Linked DNA regions of Mus musculus: all the other regions are linked to region 3. A link is a contact called in public ChIA-PET, HiChIP or PLAC-seq and promoter capture Hi-C data. All regions are on one chromosome and are shown on one strand. The core of a region is the stretch at or near the end of the contact, and the rest is flanking DNA. Distances in the headings are between cores, read along the strand shown. Region 1 overlaps Xpr1 (xenotropic and polytropic retrovirus receptor 1). Region 2 overlaps Cep350 (centrosomal protein 350). Region 3 holds the start of Acbd6 (acyl-Coenzyme A binding domain containing 6). Region 4 overlaps Mr1 (major histocompatibility complex, class I-related). Region 5 overlaps Stx6 (syntaxin 6). Region 6 overlaps BC034090 (cDNA sequence BC034090). Region 7 overlaps Gm9530 (predicted gene 9530).

Evidence for each region. Promoter capture Hi-C pulls out the DNA fragments that hold promoters and counts their contacts. ChIA-PET counts read pairs in DNA pulled down with a chosen protein or histone mark. HiChIP or PLAC-seq counts read pairs in DNA pulled down with a chosen protein or histone mark.
Region 1: a promoter capture Hi-C map of hippocampal neurons shows a contact between it and region 3, with 7 times the contacts expected there. The contact joins the enhancer-like site here to the promoter of Acbd6 in region 3. A contact is called at or near these places in 27 of 39 promoter capture datasets (the 3T3-L1 cell line, 3T3-L1-derived adipocytes, the C10 cell line and 17 more), 3 of 15 datasets of contacts at CTCF or cohesin (CD8 T cells, the NIH/3T3 cell line and large pre-B cells), 10 of 484 Hi-C or Micro-C datasets (the CH12 cell line, the HL-1 cell line, bone marrow-derived macrophages and 6 more), 32 of 115 datasets of contacts at active chromatin or transcription factors (the 230-238 cell line, the SCID.adh cell line, T-cell acute lymphoblastic leukemia and 22 more) and 4 of 9 other capture datasets (adipose tissue, liver, macrophages and 1 more).
Region 2: a contact with region 3 is called in a promoter capture Hi-C map of liver, with 2.4 times the contacts expected there. The contact joins the enhancer-like site here to the promoter of Acbd6 in region 3. A contact is called at or near these places in 10 of 39 promoter capture datasets (the 3T3-L1 cell line, the HPC-7 cell line, HPC-7-derived erythroid cells and 6 more), 4 of 115 datasets of contacts at active chromatin or transcription factors (the SCID.adh cell line, embryonic basal ganglia, embryonic forebrain and 1 more) and 3 of 9 other capture datasets (adipose tissue, liver and pancreatic islet).
Region 4: an HNF4G HiChIP or PLAC-seq map of pancreatic cancer cells shows a contact between it and region 3. The contact joins the enhancer-like site here to the promoter of Acbd6 in region 3. A contact is called at or near these places in 12 of 39 promoter capture datasets (the 3T3-L1 cell line, the C10 cell line, the HPC-7 cell line and 6 more), 4 of 115 datasets of contacts at active chromatin or transcription factors (memory CD8 T cells, pancreatic cancer cells, pro-B cells and 1 more) and 1 of 9 other capture datasets (adipose tissue).
Region 5: a promoter capture Hi-C map of liver shows a contact between it and region 3, with 2.5 times the contacts expected there. The contact joins the enhancer-like site here to the promoter of Acbd6 in region 3. A contact is called at or near these places in 7 of 39 promoter capture datasets (the 3T3-L1 cell line, the C10 cell line, the HPC-7 cell line and 4 more), 7 of 115 datasets of contacts at active chromatin or transcription factors (bone marrow-derived macrophages, embryonic basal ganglia, embryonic limb bud and 4 more) and 3 of 9 other capture datasets (adipose tissue, liver and pancreatic islet).
Region 6: an RNA polymerase II ChIA-PET map of memory CD8 T cells shows a contact between it and region 3, with 37 read pairs. The contact joins the enhancer-like site here to the promoter of Acbd6 in region 3. A contact is called at or near these places in 7 of 39 promoter capture datasets (the C10 cell line, the HPC-7 cell line, liver and 2 more), 2 of 15 datasets of contacts at CTCF or cohesin (large pre-B cells and pro-B cells), 3 of 484 Hi-C or Micro-C datasets (CD4 T cells, cortical neurons and palatal mesenchyme), 17 of 115 datasets of contacts at active chromatin or transcription factors (the 230-238 cell line, bone marrow-derived macrophages, differentiating embryonic stem cells and 10 more) and 2 of 9 other capture datasets (adipose tissue and liver).
Region 7: a contact with region 3 is called in a FOXA1 HiChIP or PLAC-seq map of pancreatic cancer cells. The contact joins the enhancer-like site here to the promoter of Acbd6 in region 3. A contact is called at or near these places in 3 of 39 promoter capture datasets (the 3T3-L1 cell line, hematopoietic stem and progenitor cells and hippocampal neurons), 8 of 115 datasets of contacts at active chromatin or transcription factors (embryonic brain, embryonic forebrain, embryonic midbrain and 4 more) and 1 of 9 other capture datasets (liver).

What each region holds. Positions count from the first base shown.
Region 1 is chr1:155,280,112-155,283,326 of GRCm38.p6, forward strand. It overlaps Xpr1 (xenotropic and polytropic retrovirus receptor 1), which reads right to left. Exons shown (of 15, transcript NM_011273.2): 14 at 3,102-3,215; 15 at 1-959. The coding sequence ends at 899. Among named protein-coding and RNA genes, the nearest start is that of BC034090, 37 kb to the left of the region's middle. Within about 2 kb of position 1,555, at least 54 of the 459 cell types and tissues checked have an H3K27ac peak or open chromatin away from gene starts, as enhancers often do. A contact at or near this core is called in cerebral cortex, cortical neurons, epiblast stem cells and 5 more, where this site is marked.
Region 2 is chr1:155,843,034-155,846,456 of GRCm38.p6, forward strand. It overlaps Cep350 (centrosomal protein 350), which reads right to left. Exons shown (of 38, transcript NM_001039184.1): 38 at 1,931-3,423. Among named protein-coding and RNA genes, the nearest start is that of Gm51652, 21 kb to the right of the region's middle. Within about 2 kb of position 1,313, at least 45 of the 459 cell types and tissues checked have an H3K27ac peak or open chromatin away from gene starts, as enhancers often do. A contact at or near this core is called in the SCID.adh cell line, adipose tissue and liver, where this site is marked.
Region 3 is chr1:155,556,236-155,559,372 of GRCm38.p6, forward strand. It overlaps Acbd6 (acyl-Coenzyme A binding domain containing 6), which reads left to right and starts at 1,885. Exons shown (of 8, transcript NM_028250.3): 1 at 1,885-2,624. The coding sequence starts at 2,403.
Region 4 is chr1:155,137,742-155,140,933 of GRCm38.p6, forward strand. Mr1 (major histocompatibility complex, class I-related) reads right to left here. Exons shown (of 6, transcript NM_008209.5): 2 at 1-33. Among named protein-coding and RNA genes, the nearest start is that of Mr1, 7.5 kb to the right of the region's middle. Within about 2 kb of position 1,275, at least 90 of the 459 cell types and tissues checked have an H3K27ac peak or open chromatin away from gene starts, as enhancers often do. A contact at or near this core is called in adipose tissue and pancreatic cancer cells, where this site is marked.
Region 5 is chr1:155,203,020-155,206,431 of GRCm38.p6, forward strand. It overlaps Stx6 (syntaxin 6), which reads left to right. Exons shown (of 8, transcript NM_021433.3): 8 at 1-498. Among named protein-coding and RNA genes, the nearest start is that of Gm31102, 38 kb to the right of the region's middle. Within about 2 kb of position 1,757, at least 31 of the 459 cell types and tissues checked have an H3K27ac peak or open chromatin away from gene starts, as enhancers often do. A contact at or near this core is called in liver and pancreatic islet, where this site is marked.
Region 6 is chr1:155,222,570-155,226,186 of GRCm38.p6, forward strand. BC034090 (cDNA sequence BC034090) reads right to left here. Exons shown (of 10, transcript NM_001370865.1): 5 at 2,342-3,617; 6 at 706-862. Among named protein-coding and RNA genes, the nearest start is that of Gm31102, 19 kb to the right of the region's middle. Within about 2 kb of position 1,787, at least 166 of the 459 cell types and tissues checked have an H3K27ac peak or open chromatin away from gene starts, as enhancers often do. A contact at or near this core is called in the 230-238 cell line, the HPC-7 cell line, bone marrow-derived macrophages and 6 more, where this site is marked.
Region 7 is chr1:155,073,814-155,077,437 of GRCm38.p6, forward strand. All of the region lies in intron 3 of Gm9530 (predicted gene 9530), which reads right to left. Among named protein-coding and RNA genes, the nearest start is that of Gm9530, 7.6 kb to the right of the region's middle. Within about 2 kb of position 1,263, at least 139 of the 459 cell types and tissues checked have an H3K27ac peak or open chromatin away from gene starts, as enhancers often do. A contact at or near this core is called in hematopoietic stem and progenitor cells, liver and pancreatic cancer cells, where this site is marked.

The DNA of each region.
Region 1 (3,215 bases), core at 305-2,804, 280 kb before region 3:
ACCTGTTCCTAGAGAAACAACAGTCAGAGCCTTTTCTCTGGATTTCCACCACTGGGATGCAAGGGGGATGCCTGCCTGGTCATGACAGTGATGCTTGGGACTCTAGAGCAGCAACTTAAAATTTAGCAATAAAACTTTGGTTTAAAGTTAAAACAAATGAGGGGAAAAAAATCAACTAGTTGTTTCCTGAAAGAGGTGTGTGGGGTTGACCCTCCGCAGTGCCAGTGAGCCTTAGTTCCTCCTGCCTCCCTTCACAGGAGTAGCATTCATTTATGGTTAAGTTTCATAAATAATGAGAAACTGTATGTAACGAATACAGCATATTCCCCACCCACCCGAAGCCCTCCCCAGATGAGAAAAGTCACATCGAATTAAAAGTAGCTTTGTGGAGGAGGTGCTGCTCCAAGCTGCACTTTCCCTGCAAGTGCTGCCAGTGTCTCTGCACTGGCTATGAAGGAAGGGAAAAACTCTCCATAGAAACTGACAGAAAATTTAAAAACCGGTGTCCGGTTTCAGACAGTCAAAACCGGCCGGCGAAGCTGAGCTCTCTGGGCTGTGCATCAGACGTTCCTTCCAAAGCTTCTCTTCATCCTGATGGGCTTCTGTATCCTTGTGATTGTAAACAATCCGTAAGATAGTAGGTGTTTGTTCCTTAAAACATCTTCTGATTGGCAAAATGAAGTATTTGTTTTAAAAATAGAAAATGAAGATTAAACCAGAAGAAAAGAAAAGAAACACAGTGAGCTTGCTCGGAGTCCATAGGACCCGATCTGAAGAGCCCGGGAACGTGTTCTGTTTTCTCCTGTTCTCAGCTGGAAAAAGGTGCTGGAGGTTGCGTTGGTCGAGGAAAGGATTGTAGAGTAGAAAACCAAGGATGTTACTCTAGACTTCAGCGAATTCAAGTGTTAGCTTCGTCATCTGTGTCTTCTATCAATACCTTAGTGTCGCGAGCCTTGGATCTAGCGTGATCAGAGGAAATGAACATGTATGATCAGTCCCATGCAGTGCTGCTGGGTCCACTCTTCCCACTAGCAAGCACGCACACTACCCAGGAGCTATGTACTGCAAGTGGAGAGGTAGGAACAGCAGTAGGCTGAATTAAAGACGGAGCAGTACCCGGAAACAAGGATCTGAGTTTGAGCACTGGTACAGTGATAGCCAGGAGCCTCGGTCAAACTGTTAGCGCTGCTGATTTAGGAGGCTGTGCAGAGATTCTTGTACCGAATAAAAATGGGACTGGGTAACCCGACACTCGTTAGCCTCAACAGTGAAGGCAGTGTTTCTGACAGGAGATCTGTTACTCCCACTTGACAGATGGGGAGGCTGACATTCAGGAGGCTAAGGCTGTGCTAAGGCTGTATGAATCTATGACGTCAGAGCTGAGACTCAGGTCTCACCTTAGATTCCCTGCACTCTTTGTACCTTAAGCCTGTTCTTCTAACTGCCTTCCTCTGGCTGCCATCTAGTTTCCCAGCGTTTCCCTGTAAACCCCTGAAATGAACAGACTAGCACCAAGAGCCTCCCTCTTGATCAGAAACCATGTTTAGACTGCCCTCTGCTGGTAGCTATGAGACCTTCACGGTGAGGAGCTCTGGTCTGTCAGCCTTTTCTCCAGGCCTTGAGGCTAGCCACCTCCTCAGCACCCTCTTACCCACAGCGCTCCTGCACCCCAGGTTGCCGTGCCTCCCTGGACAGAGTGCAGCTGAGTCAGTGCTCTTCCCGCTCATTTCCCACTGTGACTTCTGCTACTTTCCTCTGCCCTAAGACTCACTCTCCTCTTTTCTGCTTTTTCCTTCTCTACTTTCTTTCCAGAAAATTCCCACTCTCTAGCTAAAGCTTTGGTAGGCCTGGGCTTCTGTACTCACCGGACTGTAGCCCCTTCTGCTCATCTCCTCTATGCTCCTGTACCCGACTTTACAACCCGATCCAGGCCTTTACTGTCCCGATTTCCCTTTCCTACTGCACTGTGCAGTGACACAGTCTCCTTTCCTGTCACTCCTCTTTGGAAGAACATGTTTTGTTTTGTTCTTTTTCTTTCCCTACAAGATGAAGCCTGCAGTTTTTAGTCTTTGGCTATTTGTTTGTTTTTGAGATAGGATCTAGTGTAAACCAGGCTGGCCTGGGCTTGCTGTGTAGCTATGATCCTCCTGCTTCCACTGTCAAAATGCTGGGCTTACAGGTGTGGGTCAGTTCAGATGAGCCCATCCAATTACATTTTCTCACTACTGTCTGAGCACATGTGTTTCCTTCCTACTCTCCATTTCCACAGGCACAGTCTTTACCTTGTCCAAGCACTCCCTTACCTTCAGAAAAATGTCCAACTTACGTTTTTCATCGTAACCTACTCTGCTGTCTCTCTCTCTATTCTCTCAACACCGAGTGCAGTCACCATATGCTTTATGTTTACTGTTAGCTTTGGGACACAAAGTCAGTGGCAGGTAAGAATCCTAGTTATGGACTTCATAAGGTAGCTTCAGCTTGCTCAAGTCTTTCTGTGATGATGCTGGGTAAATTTCACAAATAATGAATTGATTCTTTAAAATTTTTTTTTTTTGATTTTTTGAGACAGGGTTTCTCTGTGTAGTCCTGGCTGTCCTGGACTCACTCTGTAGACCAGATTGAACTCTGGCCTTGAACTCAGAAATCTGTCTGCCTTTGCCTTCCAAGAGCTGGGATTAAAGGCGTGTGCCTCCACTGCCCAGCAAATTGATTCTTCTTAATCTCTCTTTGAACTATACACATCCCAGTGTACAGAAGAGTGCTAACAGGAATTAAAGACAAGGTTACACAAATGATAGGATTTCTAAACGAACTCGAAGGTTATCTGCACACACATGTCATGCTCAAGAATCAGGTAAGTCATTTCCCAGCACACTTTTCCTGTGGTCCTTTACATCCCTACTCAGTAGGTGATAGACACCCTGGCGTGTCTCATGTGCTCCTGAAGATATACTACAAGTCTGACCTCATGGGTTGGTTTGTTACTACTGTCTGAAGAGGAAGCATGGCTGAATGCCAGCAACTTCACCTGGTCCAGTCTAGTAGCTTTTTAGCTAATGTTACCCGCTGCTAGCCACACAGGAGTGCTCTACTCTACGTACTGGGAAGCCAGGCGGGGCCTACGCAGGGATATGCTCTGATTGTACTTCCACGACCGGTTCTTCTGGCGGTTTCGAACCCCATCCTCCTGGTCCATCATCTGCTCAAGTAGTGTC
Region 2 (3,423 bases), core at 63-2,562, 290 kb after region 3:
CCTCGAAAACCAAACCAACCAACAAGAACAAGAACCCTGGCTTATTCCAGACACATGCCTTAGTTAAATGAATGTCACTCTCTAGGGAGGGTCTCATCTTCCTGATCTGGTTTTCCTGATAGGTGGTCTCAAAATGAGAGGGAGGCCCTGGCTCCAAGCTGCATCATCCAGAGAGAGGAGGCTAAGCAAGCCCTATCCTCCACGTTTGGAGCTTATTATTTTGTGGTATGTGCTGTGCTGTGCTGTGCTATGCTGTACTGTGCTATGCTGTGCGCTCTTTCAATGAGGGCTAGGCTTTAGTCACAAGCAGTCCCCCTACCTGTGGGAATTATGCTGAGAACAGGCCTTGGACCCAAATGCCTCTTTCTACAGCCTGTGCTAGGGGATTGGCTCCCTGCTTTAGACTCAGTGGTACACTTCCGCTCAGGCTCTGGTGTCTGACTCTTGGCATGCCCCCAGATCTTCGTCTTTCACAGTAATGGGGAGAGATGAAGAGAAAGTCTTCCTAGGGCAGCCGGGGCAGGATGCTGGCAGCTGGTCTCATCAGAGCTAGCTGCATTATAGATCTGCTGGTCATGGAGTTGGGGTGGCTGAGAAATTGCAGGGGCTGGATCTAGAACTCGGCTTCTCCTCTGGCTGTAAGAGAACAGTGTCACTTAAGCTTGGCGTATCCTGTTTATTTTGGGTGACCTTGAATCATACACTGGCAGGCTCTTATCTGCCTACTGATCTTAGCCACACAGCCCAGCCACCTGTGAAAAGAAATTTAATCTCTCTACCTTGCCCACTTTTCTGAGCACCTAGCATGTGATTTCTGAACTCTTCTGGAGTTTCTTTCTGTGGCCGCTTCACCATTCTTGGCTGTTCACTGACAATGCTCCATGTCCCAATTCAAAGTTATAGCAGCTCAGCCTCGCCCTTCCCCACCCCGCCCCAAACCCCAGCCAGCATGTTCTTGTCACCAGGCACATTATCTGGCACATAGTAGGTATGCAGACTTTGTTGTTATTTTTAGTGAGTTGACTGTTATCTGGTACCATTGGGGCCTATGGTTTTCTGAGGATTCCTTAGTGAGGCAAGGGGCTAAAGATACAGCAGACTTAGCCGTCAGGACAGCTGAATGTCAGAGAGGATGGTGGGCCCTTCCGCATGGTGCCACATAATTCACTGTGGGGATTCTTTGATTCTCTCTGTATCTGGCTCCATTCCCCCCAAGCTCTTATTTCCAGACATAAATTACACCCTTCACAGCGGCCCACTTCATTATGTGTAACTTTATGTGCTATTTTGCAAGGTTGAGTAAGACGAGTCATGTGGGAGAAATGGCATTTCCCATGAGTTGGAGGAAGCCCATCAATGTCCAAGAAAAACATAAGAGCCAGATACCCTGGCAGGTTTGAATCCTATCTAAAGAGGAAGCTCAAATAAGAGGGTTGTATGTATTCAAAGTCTGAGGTCAGCTTGACCACACAGTGAGATCAAGTTAAGATTTACCGGGAAATCCTCTCCTGACTCAGCCCCACCATTTTAACACACTCCCTCCCCGAGCATGCGTCTTTTACAGCCTTTGACAGCTTAACAGGCACTGGTTTTCAAAAAAACTGTTTTTTGATGATGCTCCTTCATTAGACTTTACGCTCCACACCTCTGCTGTCTCCCAGCACTAAGCACTGCTAAGAACAGGTGACTCGCTGATTACCTGAGGAATGGACGGGCTGTCAAGAGACCAGGATGCTTAGCTTCCTGTGCTGGGACCTGTGTGCAGGGTCCACAGACCTTACACACCAGCTCCTTACTCTAAGACCTTACACACCAGCTCCCTTACTCTAAGAACGAGTGCCTGAGCTAAAACAAGAAATCAGAAACAATTCAATTTCAGAAGAACTCTAAACTTGGCTCATGAGTAGAAAAATTTACACCGGACATGGAATTAATTTATAAATCAATTTATTTACAGATTTCATCTTAAAGTACATTTTAGTTAACAAATCTATGTACATGGGTATACATGGGACTTCATCCCAGTTATTTTACAGAGCGTACTTACAAACCACACCCTAGGGCTTCTGTGCAGACGTCTAAGGGCTGCAGGGGGTGACTATTGGCTGAAGATGGCCTGATGATCAGGCTATTTACACACACACAGTAAACGGGTTTATTTTTCATGTCTGCACAGTACAGTACACACGAGGAGGCTGAGCCCCCTAGAGAATGCTTTGCAATGTGTAACCAAGAAGGCGTTGCAAAGTCCAGAAGGAAAAGCTTTTCCACAGCTTAGTTACAACAACGGTGCTTCCTTTACACCGGTTTACACTTTCTTCACATTTTTATAATACAAAGATTTTATTGAATTGCTGCACAACCAGTTTAAGATGATTTGTAAACATGTAAATTCCTACAATTTGCATTAAACGGCATTGTAGTTTCTATCACTTGCTCTTTGAATTAATGTTTTATTCACTAGTATTCTTAAGGTAGTAAAAGGAAGATGTAAGTTTGAATTTCTTGCAGAAAAGTTATGAGTCTCTAATGCTGTGCTACAGAAATTCTTTTGCAAGTACACACTTTATTCAAGTATTGCAAAAAGCTAAGGCCACTTTTTTTTCAAGACAAGAAAGTGAACAAAATTGTTTTTATCAATAGGCCACAACACTCTTATGAGCAATGCAATCTCTTTTGAAAGACAATTTCTCAGAGACCTGTAGTCACAGAAGGAAGTCACCTTCCTTATAAACTACTTTTGAGCTCTTTCCACTTTTCCCTAGAGTAAAAATTCCTGTTTAGACCTGAAGAGGGAATCGATACCCTGTACTAGTTTAACCCAGAGTTAACTGCCCTGGATAGCACAAATTGTTTGGACTCAGATGTCAATCTGAAGCCTCCATGGTGGTTTACTACCAGGTACTGACAGTGCTATACTAAAAGGTATTACTGCAGATGCAAAGATCGTTTAGAGGAATCAATGCAGACAGACAGGAGGGCGCGGGTGTAGGGGAGGGGCAAAGTTAGGAAGAGGGCATTCTTAGGTTCTTGGTTATGAGGCAGAGCTTCATTAAAAAGACCCCAGTGTGGACCGAGTGAGTGGCTGGGCAGCCACATCCATCATTCCTGACCCTAACAGTAAACCCACCCAGTTAGATCCAAATAGTTAAAATAGGAAGAAACCTGTTAACTCTATAGACTCACTTGTTTTTGCTACCAAACTGGAGCTGTAATTGCTAGCAAAGGAGGAGACTGGCTTACTCCCGCCTCGCATCTGGAATGCAGGGTTCTTGGATAGTGAAGACAGCTAGCGGAGGTTAGGACGGCCACTGCCACGATCTCGGCACTGTCCAGGTCGCTGAGCCTATGGACTTACAGCAGTAAGTTTTTCCTTTTCTGGCATGATAATGTAGAGAGTAAAAGATACACTGTCTTATTAAA
Region 3 (3,137 bases), core at 635-3,134:
GTAGCTGAGAGTTCTACATCTGGGTCCACAGGCATCAGGAAGAGAACAGTGAGTCTCTAGACCTGGCTTGAACTTCTGAAACCTCAAAGCCCACCCCTTACCCCACAACTCTCCCACTCCCCCACCCCATGACATATGTCCTCCAACAAGGCCACACCCACCCAAGGCCACACCCACTTCAACAAGGCCACACCTCGTAATAGTGCCATTCTCTACCGGCCTATGGGGGCCAGTTTTATTCAAACCACTATGCATGTTATAAGGTGTGCATTTGTCCTTGTTTTTCCTTTTGTGGAGGGACTAATAGTGGAAACATTCTCTATTCTCAAAGAATGTTCGTGAAAGTCAGACCCAAGCCATTTAACTTCTTCCTGTTTCTCATTGTTCACTTATCCTGTTCAAAGTTCTGTTGAAAGTTTAATCCTAAATGGTCAATCAATAACCATTCTTTGTAGTTCTTTGTTATTAGCCTTATGTTTATTAGTGTTTTTATTAGTTTTAAGCTACTAGTGATAAATGACTACACATGAGTGTGTGTCTCTACCATATTTAGAACATACTAGCCACTGCTGATACCAAAATCACATCCCTCATTATCTTAGTTAGGGTTTCTATTGCTGTGAAGAGACATCATGACCACAACTCTTATTAAAGAAAGCATTTAATTGGGGCTGGCTTACAGTTTCAGCGGGTTAGTCCATTTTCATCATGGTGGAAGTATGGCAGCACGAAGGCAGACGTGGTGCTGGAGAGGCAGCTGAGAGGTGTACATCTCAGATCTACAGGGAGCAGGAAGAGTGAGCCACTGGGTTTGGGTTGAGCTTTTGAAAGCTCATTGACACACTTCCTCCAACAAGGCCCTATCTCCTAATCTTTCACAAGTAGTACCACTTCCCGATAACCACGCGTTCGAGTATATGAGCCTATTGGGGCCACTCTTACTCAAATCACCACACTCATCTTAAAGATAAATAATAGTTTATTCTGGAGTCACTTCGAGTGACTACAAATTTAGGTTACCCCAAATTCCAAGTTCCAATGTGGAAACAGTTTCATAGTTTTACAGAACAAAGAAAGTCATAAATCAAAGCAAACTAAAAATACATTGGCGGGTACACAGAGAAGCAGTAACACTGAGACGGGGAAAACTTTCCTACAGGCCCAAGAAGATAGTTGACGACATTCTTAGCTTTTGGGTTGGTGAAAGCTACTACTACTACTAGCACCACTACTAGTACTACTAGTAACAACACACACACACACACACACACACACACACACACACACACACACACACACACACACACAGTTGATGTGAGACACCCCAAAAACTGAGAGCAGTTTCTTCAAGCGACATTCCACATTGGGGTTCTCAAATTCCTGCAGGAGAGAGTACCAAAACGTGCTTTTCGTAAAAACTGATAGCAAATGTACACGGTCTGCGTGTAGACGTAATGAACTTTGTGTATGCATACACTTTTTCTTTTTGACAGTGTGCTGGACGTGGAAAGATCTGTTCCTTTCCGGCAGAGCTATAGAACTGGGTTTCACTTCAAGAAGCACAGGCACAACTGAGATGAGACGATGCAGGTTTGGGGGCCTGGTGAGGCACAACTGAGATGAGATGATGCAGGTTTGGGGGCCTGGTGATGCCTTCTCTCAAAGCGCTGGGAAATGAGGGGGCAGCAAGTTTGGAAAACAAAACACTGATGGGAGAGAGTCATCTAACCATTTAGACACACGGTGGGGCAGTGAAGGAAGGTTTCCATCTGTTGGTGACTCGCTATTTTAAGTCAGAGTGGGTGGTTAGGAAACGGCGGAACCTTTGTCCTCAGCTCTCTGTTTCCCGCGACTCTACTCTAGCAGCTACACTAATGGACCGCCTCCTTCCCTTTCCCCTGGGGGCCCTATCCGGGTGAGTTCCGGAGTTTGTGACTCCGAAGTCCCCCCCAAAACCACGAGCGACGTCCCCTGTCTGTCACCGAGGCCCGTATCTCCATCCCGCACCGCGGCCGCCGCAACCCACGCTAGCGGAGCAGGCGGGGCCCCGTATCCACCGGCGCGTGCCCGGGTGCGCGTCCGACCCGCCGAGCTCGCGCCCCGCTTCACCTCCCAGCTCCCGTCCCAGCCGCACGCGCCGCGCCGCCGGCTTCCCCTCATCTTCCAGCCGAGCGGCCTCCAGACCCCGCACCGTTGGAGCGACCCGGGCGAAGCCCGAGGGGAAACCGGGGGAGGACGGGGCGGTCCTGTGCGCCCGGGTAGGCGGAGTGGCAGAATCACCTGAGACCGCCAGACAGCTCACTGCGTTCCCACTCCCGCTCGAGCTCCGCACCCGGACCGGTGGATCAGGCCCGGGAACCCGCGCCACACCGGGGAGGACCGGCCACAGCGAGCTAGTGAACATGGCCACACCGTTCCTACCCTCGGGGGCCACCACAGGCGACAGCGGTGGGGAACTGAGCTCCGGGGACGACTCTGGTGATATGGAATCCTTCCAGACCCCCGAGGCCGAGGGGACCCGGAGTTTGGCCGAGCTGTTTGAGAAGGCTGCCGCACACGTCCAAGGCCTGGTTCAGGTAGCCAGCCGGGAGCAGCTCCTGTACCTGTATGCCAGGTTCAAGCAGGTAAAAGATGGGTGGATGAGAGGACGTGGGCTGTTTCCTCCAAAAACTTAGTAGCAGATTGCGTGGCTAATGGTCGAGCGTAATGAAGTTTGTATGTGTGTGTTTGTTGTTTTTGTTTTTTACCCTGGAGAATAGCATCATTCTGGACATGGAATAATCTCTCTGATATCCAACGAATATTTATGTAGCCGGGCACTGAATGACAATGTTTCAGTGGCCTTGCCTCTGAACCTTTACAAAATGAGGATGATAAAATAAAATTTGGCATTCGCTGTTGCCAGAAGGACATGTGATAGGAAACATGGTAATGTTAATAATAAGTTTGAAATTTAAGAGAACATTACTGTGTATAAGATGCTAACAATATTACTATTATGATTCTTAGGAACTCTAAATATAGTTGTTATGTTTTTGGCTGAATTTGGTCCTGCTAGATATAGTCCCTCCACATTTTTAAAATTAAGGGCTCCATGCAGGTAACATGGAGGTCTGGTGATGAACTAACTCTCCACT
Region 4 (3,192 bases), core at 25-2,524, 420 kb before region 3:
CAGCTAGACGAAAATATCTCAGCGAGTGGGTCCCTGAGGAGGAGACAAGGAAGGAAGGCGTTGAGAGTCACAGATGACAGAATGTAATAACCGCATTCCCTGGCATTCCCCTCACCAGTGTTCTAGCCACTATTTTATCCAACACAACTATAGAATCCTAGTAATTACGATCTGGAAAGACTTCAGCTGTGTGACTGAAGAAGAAACTTTATAGGTAACCTCCACTTGTAAGTAACTTACAGTGTGATGTTCTGGTCTTGGGGGAAGAACCAAAACTATTCACTGGGTGGGTGGGGGTGGGGATGGGGCAGGCGTGGAGATGTGCCTCAAGAAGCCCCCAGAGCCTCTGAGGGAAAGAAAACCCTGACAGTCCAACCCCTTGTTTTACTAATAAGGCCTCTGGGTTGATAATTGAGGGCCATCTTTCTACCATCTTCCAGCTACATATACTGGGGTATACACCCTTCTTCCCAGATTAAACAGAGTCAGAACAGCCGTTAAGGCTCAGGCCTCCTGCAGAAAATACTTTCAAAAGCACCATGCTTTTTCTTGCTATACCCAACCACTCCTGGTAGCTACTTTCTTACTATTTTTCTACTTTTTCGTCCATTGAAATATCAATATGAGGATTGTGATCATCAGTAAGGGTCAAGGTAAACTGAAATGAACTCCTAGATAGTGCAAGAAGTTCAGGACATAGTATAGGTAAAAGAAGGTGGTTTTAGAAGTAGCGTATATGGGCTATCATGTCAATGTGGGCTCTTAGGAAAGGTTCTATAGAGAGGGTGACATCTTGGAGAAGATCTCAGGGTCAAGAGCTGAGCAGGCCAAGGGGAGAGAGGGCGTGCATGCTGGCCAAGGACACCACAGCCTTCTCTTCATTCTCTGTGGGACCCATCTGGTGCCTCTACAGGTATAAGTTGTGCCTGGCCCTTAGCCAGGCTTCTAAAATGGCACTTCATGATCCAGGGATGTCGGCTGACAGATATGAAGTCGGTAATTCAGACCAGGGAAGATGAAGAAAAGTCCTTGTTACACTCCCCTTCATAGCATGCCAGACCTTGTGGCAATTCGTATCTTACCAGAATGTGTTGCCCAGATATTTGAAGATTTAATATAACTACTAAGGTCGAATCATTTGGAAGGACTAAAATTGTTCTACACAGACTGTGATTTCGAAACCATTTGCTCCGCTCCCCCTCTTGCTCCAACGATTATGAAGTCAGGTTGGGTTGGCCCCTTTCCATGAGTCACCAACATGACTCACTTGTGGAGCTGACATCTATGAGCTTAGCATTTGGCTTTGTCTAGCTGGGCCAGTCACACTGCTCTTCAAGGATCACTTACTGTTTACTCAAATCTCCTAGGCCTTCTGGGGAGTTCATTCAACTCAACAAGCATCTCTCACACCAGAGTGCTGGCTCATCCCACCCCCAGCCCCACGCCCACCCCGAGCCTTGTCTCTTTAACTTGGTACAATAGCAGTTGGGCCACTTTTGACAAACATCTAAGGAAAATTACTGGAATATAAAACCCCGGACTTGTTTTTATTGAATATCTACCATGGACAAGCTATGATGCAACATCTGAAGAGGAAAATGAATCAGGTACCACTTCTTCCCTCCAGAAATTTACAGTATAACTGGGGATTTTTATATAACAGAACAAATACAAGTGTCACAAAAGAGGCACCGAGTCCGCCGGTGGTGGCCCACGCCTTTAACTTGGGAGGCAGAGGCAGGTGGATTTCTGGGTTTGAGGCCTTCCTGGTCTACAAAGTGAGCTCCAGGACAGCCAGGGCTACACAGAGAAATCCTGTCTTGAAAAACCAAAACAAAACAAAACAAAAAACAAAAACAAAAACAAAAACAAAAACAAACAAACAAAAAAGGCACCTATGGGGTGTAGGCAAGACAGCAACCCTGCTCACGTAGGAGTAGGAGTGTTCCTGAGAAATCCTCCAAGGAGATCAAGCCAGACCAGTTACACCTTCAGTGAGGCCTAAAGGGCAGCAGGTACCTCCATCATCACTATTTACGTGTATTTATTTTTTGTGCAGGGACCATGTGGCCAGTGCTATACAAACCCTTGAGCAACATTGGCTTCATTCATTCCTCACAATAATTAAACAAAACAAAACATGGTCTCATGTCAGGCTGGCCTCAAACTGTCTATGTAGTCAACCATGACCTTGACCTTCTGATTCTCCTGCCTCACAAATCACCAAATCTGGTTCAGGTGGCACGAGGGATTGATCCCAGGACTTTGTACAAGCTAGACAAGAACTCTTATCTATCGGGCTACATCCCCAGCCTTCACAATAACATCCATCAAGGTAGGTCCCATCATTCCCATTCCACAGATGGAAGGTGCAGAGAGATTAAGTACATTACTCAAAATTAACTAAATTAAGCACAACCTTAAAAGCCACAGTGAAGGAACCAGAAATCAAAAGCTGAACTCTCACATCGGGAGCTTCTCTACCTATGACTACTCAACTCTGCTTGAGAGACTCTTCCAGAGCCTGGATTAAAGTGCTCTCTCCTGCCCCCTTGTGTCAGACATGTTTCAGTCTTTGATCTTCCAGTCCCTAGAGCCCAAGCAGATCTTCCTCAGGTTGGTAGGAGGTTCTGATTGGGTAGCCATTTCAATAAAGAACAGTTTATTGTTACCCTCTTCAAGCAGCTCAGTGTCTTAGTACGGTAAAAATGATTGTGATTTCTGATAACTACTCTTTGAGATCCCGGGGATTGTGGGAATGAGGAGAGAAGTAAATGGTTGTATTTTAGGTAAAAGAACCTTGGGACACTCCTCAAAGCATGCAGTGATGTCGATGGTTCTGCACGCAGCAGAAGCCATTAGTCCCTTCTCCTAACAACTGTCAAGAGACTGGCTCTTAACGGCAAGTCTAAAACTGACAAATGTGCCAGTCTGACTTCTTAGCCACTGTATTAATTACTTTTCTTGTCCCTACTGAGAAATACATGATAGAAACCGAAGGGGGGAAGGATTTGTTTTGGCTCATGGAATAAAGGAGTAGAGTCCATGGAGAAGAGGAAAGAGTGGCTGGGATCAGCCTGGTCTGGGCTTGCTGGAGCTTGTGCTACGGTTCCTCATATCCTTCCAGGTCAGAAAGCAGAGGGCTCAGGCTAGAATTGTGCTGGACGATAATAACCCTTAGCCAACCTTAAG
Region 5 (3,412 bases), core at 507-3,006, 350 kb before region 3:
CTTGGTACTCTGCTCTCTAAGAACAACTTGACTTCATCATCCATGGGAGTTACTGAGGGAGTCCAAATTCCCTGACAGATGGTTTATTGGGTTGAAGTGGCTGAAACTGCTGACACTACGCTTCAGGCTTCGGGTGACGGTTCCCATACCTCAGATGTGCTCATGAATGTGGGATTTCTTATAATGTCCCAAATGCATAGCCTGGTATTAACATAGCCGTCAGGGCCAGAGCCAGCCTTCCACGTTGGAGGCTGCCGCTCAGTTGTCCTCCGTGCTGGAAGAGCAGCACCTGGACAGCCTGACCTTTGACCTCTCTTGCTCTGCCTCTCTGTGCATTCCTTAGCATGCCAACTTTCAAAAAACAAATCCTGGGTTATTCATATTCCTTGGGATTTTGACTTTTGGGTCCCCTTTTTGTTTTGTTTTATTATTCCCAATGATGTGCTTGCCCAGCTAACTTTCAAATTGCACTTTTAAATAAATATTTGTAACAATTTTTAAAAGAAGGGTATTTTATCTTGTTTAGGATCATGATAGGTAAGGAAATCTACCTGTTGGTAAAAGCTAAAAGATTAGTAAGACCAAAAGGGGGTCGGCACCGTGTCTGCGTGAAGCTCTGGTGTTAGATACAGTGATGTTAGTTCTTTTCAGATGAAGAGAAAATGTGAATAGTACAAAGGGCTTCAATATAGGGTTCTGTGTTATTTTTGTTTCACGAAATTTTAAAGTTTTGAATAGTCTTCTGTGAACATAGACCATGGGCAGGCCTCAGATTTGCATTAAAATATAGAAGCCTTTTGTTAAAAATCAATGTGGGCCTTGTCTGAGTACTGAAACCCACACTCCACATTACAAAGCCGTGAACAGTCTAAGAATTGAAATCGCCGCACTTAAAGCCATGTTCTCCGCTAGCAGAGGAGAGTCGGTCAGACGCATTCAGAGAGTACTTCTTTAGTAAGGTTCCCGCATGGTCAGGGACGAAGACTTGTGACTCTGGCTTTAATTTTGTAGGATCTATTTTGAGTGCGTATGGCAACCTCACTGATTGAAGGTATTGGCCTAACAGTGTTGTAGACCTGACACAGGCTGGGACTGAGCGTGGCGTGTCAGCAAGAAAGGAGCTGCTCGCGCAGGTGCTCCCGCCTGCACCTCAGTCCTGCGGCGGCCGGCTTAGTCCAGGCCAGTCACTGCAGAGCCAGGGCAAAGAGAACAAGGACAGACCTTTCTTCCGCAGTGACCCAGAGAGCTGAAGGTATCCTTCTGCCATATGTCCTAGACTAGGGAAGGGAACACAGGGATGGCCCACACTGCCTAGGAGTGTGTGTCTCTTACAGATGTGCTCCCCAGCCCACTCTGCCTGCTGCTCTTGGTTTTGGAGCCATCACATTAAAGAACTGGTGGGATATATATGCTGGCTAACAAAAGAGCTTAGAGTGCTTACGGGAAGAACGCTTTTCCCATCGACTGAGGATGGGACGGAGGACAGTCCACTGAGAGCGCCTGCCAGAGCACGGATCCCAAAATACCTTTAGTTCTCAGCCCTCTGTTTTAATCTTGTCTTTGTTTGGGCTGGGACATCACAATGCGATGCCTGCCCTGGACTTCACAGTCCTGGCAAATGGAATTGTCATGTATGCCTGAGCACGCATGTTGTGTTTTCCTCAATTTCAGAATTCACGCTAGAGCTGAAACAGGGAAACTTGGCAACTTGCCCATTATTCTCTGCTTTTAGCCAGAGTTAAACAGACTGATGGGTCTGGTAGCCAACAGCTTGGCAACTTCCATGCCTTCTCACCTCGTGCGGGTAAGGGCTGTGAAGAGAAATCCAGTCTGATTCCAACAGAAATCTGTCTCTGTTAAGTGTTTTACCTTCTGTAAGTAAAGGCAGTGGAGCCAAGGGTTTTCTTTGGGTGATTTCTCTGCCCACAGAGTGAGACCAGGGGGGCATTCATGGCACCTGCAGGCCCAGAGCTCGAGGGAGGGATGGACTGAGTTCACCTCTGTGGACTTGGTGTGGCTTGGCTTCACCTTGTGCCACAAAGTGAATTTGTAACCAAAACAGAGATGGACTATCTGGAAGGCAAGTTATAGAACGTGGAGCACAGCAGCTGTCGCTTCCTCCCCCTCCCTCTGACTGCATTGCCTCCCTCCCAAATTGGTAGAAACGATGGGCTTCTGTTTATCTTTTTAAGGTGTATTTTGTCCATCGAGAGTAGAGAGAACGTAAAATTGGAGTTCGCAAATGTATCAGCCCCTCACTGTGCGCCCCAGTCAATTCCTGAAGAGAAGACTCTCCAACAAGGGGCTTTACTCGGCCACTGAAGACTCGGCCACAGGATCCTCCCTGGACCCTCACAGCTGGGAGGGGCCTAGTAAGATAGGAGGGGGTCTGTCTTAAATGCCCTTACTCAACTGCCAACCTTCAAAAAGATCTTACCCTGAAAATGGCCTTTCTCTTTAAGAGTGAACAATGGGGGATGGGAAAGCCTGCTGCCAAACCAGTTGACCCGATTGTGAGCCCCAGAACCCACCTGGTGGAGGAAGAGAACCACACCCACGAGTTGTCCTCTCCTCCACGTGTGCTGGATTGTGGGCACACGTGCAAATAAATCACTATATAAATGTACAGTTTTTAAAGAAAGGATGAGATTGGTCTGCTGTGTATAAACGTGGGAGCCACTGTCACCTGTTTCTTACTAATGCGCTCTGGGCAGCTTTACTGTCTGGTTTTGATTCCAGAAAAGCGTGAGTTTGGAGTGGAACAGCTCCTATGGCCTGAGCAGCAGGGCTCTGACCCAGGGGCTGTCCATTGCAGAGGATGAATAGCCACTGCAGGCAGGACTTAGCCATCGGGAGCCCTTTTAGGACAAGTCAAGGCACTTGAAGCTGGCCTTGGTGACAGAACTCAGAGTGATGCTAACTTGATTCCTCGGCATGGCGTGTTTGCCTGCGGACAAACACTGAAGCTCTGAACGGTGCCTGTTCAGGTGGCTGCTGACTGGCTGCATTTGGAAATCCTCCATATGTTATAGCTTCTGCCAAGTCAGCTGTCAGGGCAGGGTGAGAAAGAAGAGAACGTGAGAGAGTGTGTGTGTGTGTGTGTATGTGTGTGCGTGTGTCCCTGCCATCAGCTAACACGTTGGTGCTATTTTTCTTCTGACGTGACCTTAATCCAGACATGCTCTTCCCCTAGCAGTGCACATTGGCTGCTCAGGCAGTGCCTGCCCCCCGCTGGGGCCTCACATGAACGTTTCATGGACCTGGTTTGCCCACTGCGGCCAGAGCTTTATGAGGAAGTGTATTTTACAGTCTGTCTTCTTATGGCTATGAATTTTCTTCTGAAAGGCCACTTGGCTCTCAGGGGCTTTGAGAAATAAGACCACCGTCATCACTGTTAGCTGAGCAGATATCT
Region 6 (3,617 bases), core at 537-3,036, 330 kb before region 3:
CAAGTACCAGGTTTGCCTAGGCTTTGAACTTGGTCCAAGGAGGTTCCAGCAAGGTCTCAGGTGGCTAGGCCTCAGCTGGTGCAAGGAAGGGGATCAGTTTGCATCCTGGGAGCACCTTGAGGGCTGTGGCCCTCAGCTGTATCATTAGTAGCTGGGGCTCAAGGGTGGGGATATTACTCCGTGCCTCAATGAAGTCCGTCAGATAAAGAGAATTAGCAAAGGTGGGGCTGGAGTAGGTCAAGTGCATAGAAGTGGCATAGAAGCCTGAGGACCTGAGTTCAGATCCCCAGTGCCCACTTACAAGCCAGGCCACGCAGAGCAGCACGTCTGTAACCCCAGTTCCAGGAGGCAGAGACAATGTGGGTTGGGGGTTCAAACACACGGTGTGAGGCAACTAAGTAAGATTCCCCCAATGTTAACATCTGGCCTGTATATATACTTAGATACGTACAGCCATGTGTCCCCAGACACACGTGTACCCGGTTTTCCCTATGAGCACACATGTACAACACACACACACACACACACACACACACACACACACACACACACACACACACAGAATTAGGGAGGGTGGTTTAGGGCACCAGGATGTGGTCTAGGGCCTTCTGGGTCTGGAAGAGGAAGTTAAGAGACACTATGCTCCAGGTGGTATGTCCCCATCCAGCATGCCTTATGTCGTCAGGGCTTGCTCCTGCCACTCACCCAGTGGGCACATGGCCCCCAGAGCTGGATCCTGTCCTCTGTGAACCTCCTCCCCACTCCTGGCTGCGCTCAGGCTCCTCTGAGGTAAGGGCGAGGGTGATGGCTGTAGAGTTGACAGTGGCGATATCCACTGACTGGAGAGAGTCCTGGAGTGTTCCTGCAACAGCCACAGAGCCGCCCCTGCTACATGACTGTCCCCACAGGTCACACGGGGGAAAGGCCCATTTCCCAGCCTGACCTGAGGAGCAGGAGATGCCGGGGAGAGGTGGGAGCCGTAGGAGCAGAAGCAGTAGAAGCCCAGGAAGCAGTCAGTGAAGGAGGCGGGGCTCATCCTTGAGCATCTGCTAAACTGGAAACTTTGAGGATAAGAGTGGGGGTGCTATGGAGGACTGTGGACTACTGTTACCCCATCACCCAGCTGGGCACCTAATAAGTATTTGTTAAGTGTTAGTTACTTGTGGTAGGTCATGCCCATTCCGTGTCAAGGGACACAGTCGAGAACTGGGGAAACAATCTAAAATTGCCACAGCTTTTACTATAGCTTCCATCTTGGGTCCATTGTATGCACTTGGTGATATGAAGGGTGACTGAACCCTTCATAGACTTGCCCTGTGGTTCCCACGAGACAGGCTGTATCTTAACCCTCCCCGTCTAGATAAGAAAACATGAGGATAGAGAGAGGAAGCGGTTACCCAGGGGCCCTGTCACTAATAAGAGAATCCTCACTAAGTTCTCAAGGAAGTGCAGACTCAGGGTTCCCAGAAAGGTCACTGCATCTCAGAAGGTCTGCAGGACGTGGCTAGGTTCACACCAGCCTGGAGCCCACACAGGAGAGGGAGGCACAGCTGAGCTCGGTGTGGAGGGCGGGAGATGGGTGGAGGCAGAACAACTAGGGGGGAGAGGCTTTGCCTCAGCAACTTCACTGCTGTCCGCTGGGATCACAGCAGTGCGGATCAGAGCGGGCACAGAATCTGCCCACGGCGAGACTCCTCCTCCCTAGGGCAAGGAGCTTTGGCAGCCTTGCCCATTAGAATCTACTAGCAGGTCGGACAACCAGGGCCACGGAGGGATCAGAGCGGCAGCTTGCTGTAGTGCTCCCCCTGCTGGTCACTGCACCCCACAGACACGTGTGACCACAGAGAACCTTAAGGGCAGGGAGCCTGCTTGAGTAATTTCCCACAGTGCGCAGGACAGGTCTGAGCTTGTACAGGGTGCATGACCAACAGTGAACAAGGCAGTGCAAAGCACAGAAGAGAGAAGGTGGAAGAGGCAGGTGACTGTCGGTAGTCACTCTTCTAAACAACAGTAGATTACTCATAGTTTACAAGAGTCAAATGCCCACAAAGCCTGGCCCCAGCAGCTGTGGACTGAAGCTTCCCCTACACACCCCAGAGTTCCCATCTGGCTCCATCCCCACCGAGGTCCAAGCCCCTGCTCCCCATCCCCCAAGCACAGAACACTGGCTAACTTGCTCCATGCTCTTGCTAAGTCCTGCACCCAGCTGGTGCTCCCCTACATCCTGCAGGCCTGCTGCTGCTCTGAGGGATCCACAAGGTGCTGGGGGCTGGGGGGAGGGGGAGTTATGGGCCTTATCCTAAGGTGATTAGGATGGAGAGCAAATGACAGCAGTCCTTACCATCTCCATTGCTCTCCAGAGGCAGCACAGGCTCCTGACAGCACTGGTCCTTTTCAGATCTATTCCTGTGGACAGCCACTCCTGAGGGCCCCTGCAGCCCTAGAGGGATGCTGCTGCTGGAGTTGTTGTTGAACAGGTCCAGCAGTGGATGCTTGACTTGGGGGCTACAGGGTTGGGGTTGGGGTCGCGTGAGAACCACAGTTCTTGGAGGGGACACAGGCAGGGGGCTATCCATATGCTCTGCCTGGTGTTCCTGCCAGTGATGCCCCTTCTGGACTGACTTCCTCGGAGGCATAGGGCAGAGGGATTTCCTCAAAGAAGGAGGGGTTGGCACTTCCTCGGGGAGGGTCAATGTTGACTGTGAGGCTGGGAGGGGTGCAGAGGGCTCTTCATGGCTCCGTTGGAGGGGAGAAGTGCAGAGAGTTTTCAGAGACTCATGGCTTTCAGGAACTTGGTCTGGTGGTTGGCCTGATCCTGAGGACCCACGTGTCTTGGAAAACGGCACAGCATAAGCTGTCCTGCATGGAGATCTGCAGTCCTCGGGGTGGGCACAGTGACTTCCTGACCGAGGTCCAAGCTGCCCCTGGGACCAAGGTCTCTTAGGTTCCAAGGCAGGTTTAGGCACAGCATCTTCCTCTGGAAACAGAGTCCCCTGAGGTATGTGTCCACTGGCTTCTCTCCCCTCCCCTCCTACAACCCCATCATCAAGCTGGGGCAGGTGAGACCAGGCCTGAAGGCCGCAGGGCAGCTCCGCCTCAGCCTTTCTGGACCACCTGGGACCTCCCTGGGGCCTAGACCCATGCCACCGCTGCTGGGGGCTGCTCACTCGGATCTGCTCACCTGCCCTGCTAGACTGAGAGGTCCTGGCATCAGTACCATCTTTCCAGCTGTCTGAACTGTGGGTGCTGTCCAGGGCAGAGTCCTCCTCTTCCTCAGGGTGTGTGGCAACAGTGTCTGTGATGTGTGTTTCCCGGATCCATTCTGTGTGGAGCCCTGGGAATGGGGAGCTCAGACCATGGGAATTACAGGGCCCCAGCAGTACTGCCTCTGCCTCACAGGCAGCCTGGAGACTCCGGAGGACTCTCAGGTCAGAGGCTGCCCTCTCCTCAGCAGGGCAACGCTCCTCCAGACAGCTGCCACAGGCTGGACACTTCCTCTCATTGTCCCAAGGAGGTGGTGGTACAGGGAAGTTACTCTGGTCCAGGCAGCCCACGGCCCTATGAAATGAGCTATTCCCTACAATGCGGTTAATGTAGTTGGTTAGGTCGGGTTTGGA
Region 7 (3,624 bases), core at 13-2,512, 480 kb before region 3:
GAATACTCATGTGTGACTACCAGTGTGCTCATCTGGAAATGACTGGAACTACAGAGGACATCCCTGGCGACTAGGCTTTTGGCTCTCATGGCCCATCTCCTCCCTGATGTCATCCTCCTTCTCCCCCATTTCTCCCCTCCCCCTTCAGAGACTCCCCTGGAGAGAAAGTCCACATCTAGTTGGCTCACTGCACTAGAGCTAGTGCCTCCATAGCCAGCAGTTGCCTAGGGACTGAGGAAGTGAGGCCCCTGGGGCCATCAGCGTAAGCCATGAGCAGAACAAAGGGTCTCGGAGGCACCTGACCACAAGGCCCCTAAAGGCAGGAGTGTGACTAGTGACTCACTGGCCACGTGGGAGAAGGCCTGAGGTCTCCTGCCTCTAGCTTCCACCAAAAAAGAAGGCAGAAGGCAGAGTAAGGGAGGAGGAAGAGCGGATATACGCTCAGCCGGGCTGTCCATTCATGTTGACCTCTCTTTTCTTTCTGCAGAGGGCCCAGCCCAGTTAGGTATTCCCAGGAGGACAGGAACCAATCCCTTTGAAGTGGAAGAAGGCATCTCTGGGAGGAGAGGCCCACCTCTATGGAGAAGACAGGAGAGCCATGCCCCTTGGCCCCAATCTCCCCTTTTTTGTGATCGCCTTGGAGTGATACAGGCTGCTGAGGAAAGAGGGAATGCCCTGGGATCCCCGCTCAATGTTGAACCATGGTGGGTAGGATACAGAAGCCTTAGGACTTCAAGATGCAATAACTAATAGCCAGGAAAGCTCACCCACCTTCCTGAGTATTTCCCAACGAGCTTCCCAGGAACCTATGGGCAGAAAGCACAGCTGCGGGCTGAAGAGGTATATATTCACTTAACCGAGAGAGGGCTGGGCAAAGCCTCTGCTGCCCAAGTCCTTGTTCCAGCCCCTATAATAAGCCCAGATATTGGACTTTGATTTTCTGTGGCTTTGGGGTATAAAGTTTGGGAAGGGAGCTTAAAGAACACTGGAATTACTCTCAGAGGGGGGAGGGGAGCGGGATTCTGTGAGGTTGGTGGGAAAGAGGAGAGGGCAGAAAGAGACCAGGACCATGAGAACTGATCACCACTGCAGCCTGCTGGAGAGGGTACCTCCTGCCAGTGTGGCGAAGGAGCAAACGTCTCAGCCCGTCACCCTTGTCCTCTGTGAGCAACACGTTTGGCCTCCTCCCTGCCTCCACATCCTCCACACCCTTGTTTCTTCCCGCCTCCCACCTGCGGGGCATGTTGCAAGACTCTATTGACCAATGTTTACAGAATGCTCCAAAGAATGCTCCAGTTGCCAAATCCTGAGTCATCTGGCCTAGTCACCCTTCGCTCCTGGTCTGGTTTTCCCACCAGAGAGAAGCCCATGTTCAACAACATTGCTCACCAGGTCTCTCCAGCCAGGAGGCCAGGCCATTTTACAAAACCACTGAGGAAGAGAAGAAAGACACCTTTAGTGAGTGGCCTGCAGCCGATGCAGCAGGAGCTGAACATAACCAAACCCCACAGAGCAGTGCGCAGGAAACAAGCACTTCCCAGCTGAGAAAAGAGAAGCAGAGAAGTCAGAGTTTGACCCAAAGTTAGAAAGAGTGAGAGAGCCGGTGGAAACTGGTTATTTTAAGCCGTTTCCCCCAAGTTTCTTCCCAGAGCATGGAACAAAAGCTCCCAGGCAAGGAACACCTTTGAGGGTGTGATACCAAGAAAGCATGCTTCTTACATTTACTTGATAGAGGGTGTGTGTGTGTGTGTGTGTGTGTGTGTGTGTATGTGTGTGTGTGTGTGTGTGAGAGAGAGAGAGAGAGAGAGAGAGAGAGAGAGAGAGAGAGAGAGAGAGAGAGAGAAACAGGTGTGTGTACCTACAGAGGCCAGGTTTGTCAAACAAATACCTAGCACTGAAGTTACATCATCTGTGGGGTACCATGGATGCTGGGATGTAAACTTTGGTCTCCATAACTGCCCATCGAGAGCTGTTAACTGCTGAACCATCTCTCTAACCCCATTTGAGAAAAAAAAATGAGTCGTATATCAAAATGATACAAAAGGGGGATTAGCATGTATCCGTGTCTTGTGCTCTAGCCCCAGGTCAGGCTCATGAGGTCTCACTCCTTTGTGTTTCACGGTTCATGCCCAGAGCTAGGTGTCCTCCATGGAACAGGGCACAGCAGCACAGACTGGAAAAGAACCCAGCAGAGAAGACCAAACGTGTTGCGTAAGGCTGAGCACTGGACATACATCCCACTAAACCATTCGGTATGCGGAGGACCTCACATGAGGTCAGTAGGGCACTCCAGGGGAAATAAAAAGTGAATCATAGCCCGTGACTTCTATGTATTCACTCAACAGATATTTGTTTCAGGCTGTGATAAATACCAGGTTTAAGAGGAAATGAGAAAAACAAGTTCTTGGTCACAGGGAGCTTACACTCTACTGGGACAAGGGGACATGGACAATTAGCAGCTAAACAAATCACCAGTTCCACATCAGGCTCTCAGCTAGACACTGAGGAGGCCCAGAAGAAAGTGGTTCCCTGCTGGAGAGACTAAGGACGAAGATGCACCACAATGCAATCAAAGAAAGAAGCAGCTGTGACCAGGGCCTGCACACACTCCTCCGGAGGACTCAGAAGGAACACCTTCCTCCAGACTGGGCAGTAGAGGGTATCAGGAAAGGACCTCTGAGAAACATGAGCTCTTTGAAAAAGCCTTACGCCACTGGGGAGACAGAGGCAGGCAGATCTCTGAGTTCCAGGCCAGCCTGGTCTACAGAGAGTGTTCCAAGACATCTAGGGCTACACAGAGAAATTCTCTCTCCAGCACTTGGGAGGCAGAGGCAGGCAGATCTCTGAGTTTTAGGCCAGCCTTGTCTACAGAGCAAGTTCCAGAACAGCCAGGGCTACACAGAGAACCCCTGAAGAAAGAAAGAAAGAAAGAAAGAAAGAAAGAAAGAAAGAAAGAAAGAAAGAAAGAAAGAAAGAAAGAAAGAAAGAAAGAAAGAAAGAAAGAAAGAAAGAAAGAAAGAAAGAAGGGAGAGAGGGAGGGAGGGAGGGAGGGAGGGAGGGAGGGAGGGAGGGAGGGAGGGAGGGAGGGAGGTCTCATGGGATGAGCCAGGCATCTCTCAAGTGGAGGCACAGATGAGAGTGTTCCAGGGAGAGAGAACAGCACAGGGGTTAGGGACCCAGGTGAGAGCTGAGCATTCTCAGGAAAATGACAACTCCAGCATTTCCGATTGACTACAGGCATTCCCTACAAATGCTGGATGGGTTTTTTAAAAATGCAGGGGAAGCTAGACATGGTGGTAGGTACCTGTCATCTCAGCACATGAAAAGTAGAGGCAGGAAGATTAGGAGCTTAAGGTCATCTGCCCCTACATAGTAAATTGGAGGCGGATCTGGGCCACATGAGACACTGTTTCAAAGAAACAAAACCAAGGGGAAAGCAGGTGGGGACCAGACACAAAGGCTTGAACGCCTGCTCCTAGAGAGCTTGGATGCAGCTTTGAATTTCAAGCTGAGACCCATTTAAGTTTAACTCCAACTAGCTCTTAAATATCTCAGCCAAGGATGAGCAGTCAAACTGTCCAAGACAAAGGCTGGCAATAGTCAGAGGTGCAGCGAGGCTCACAA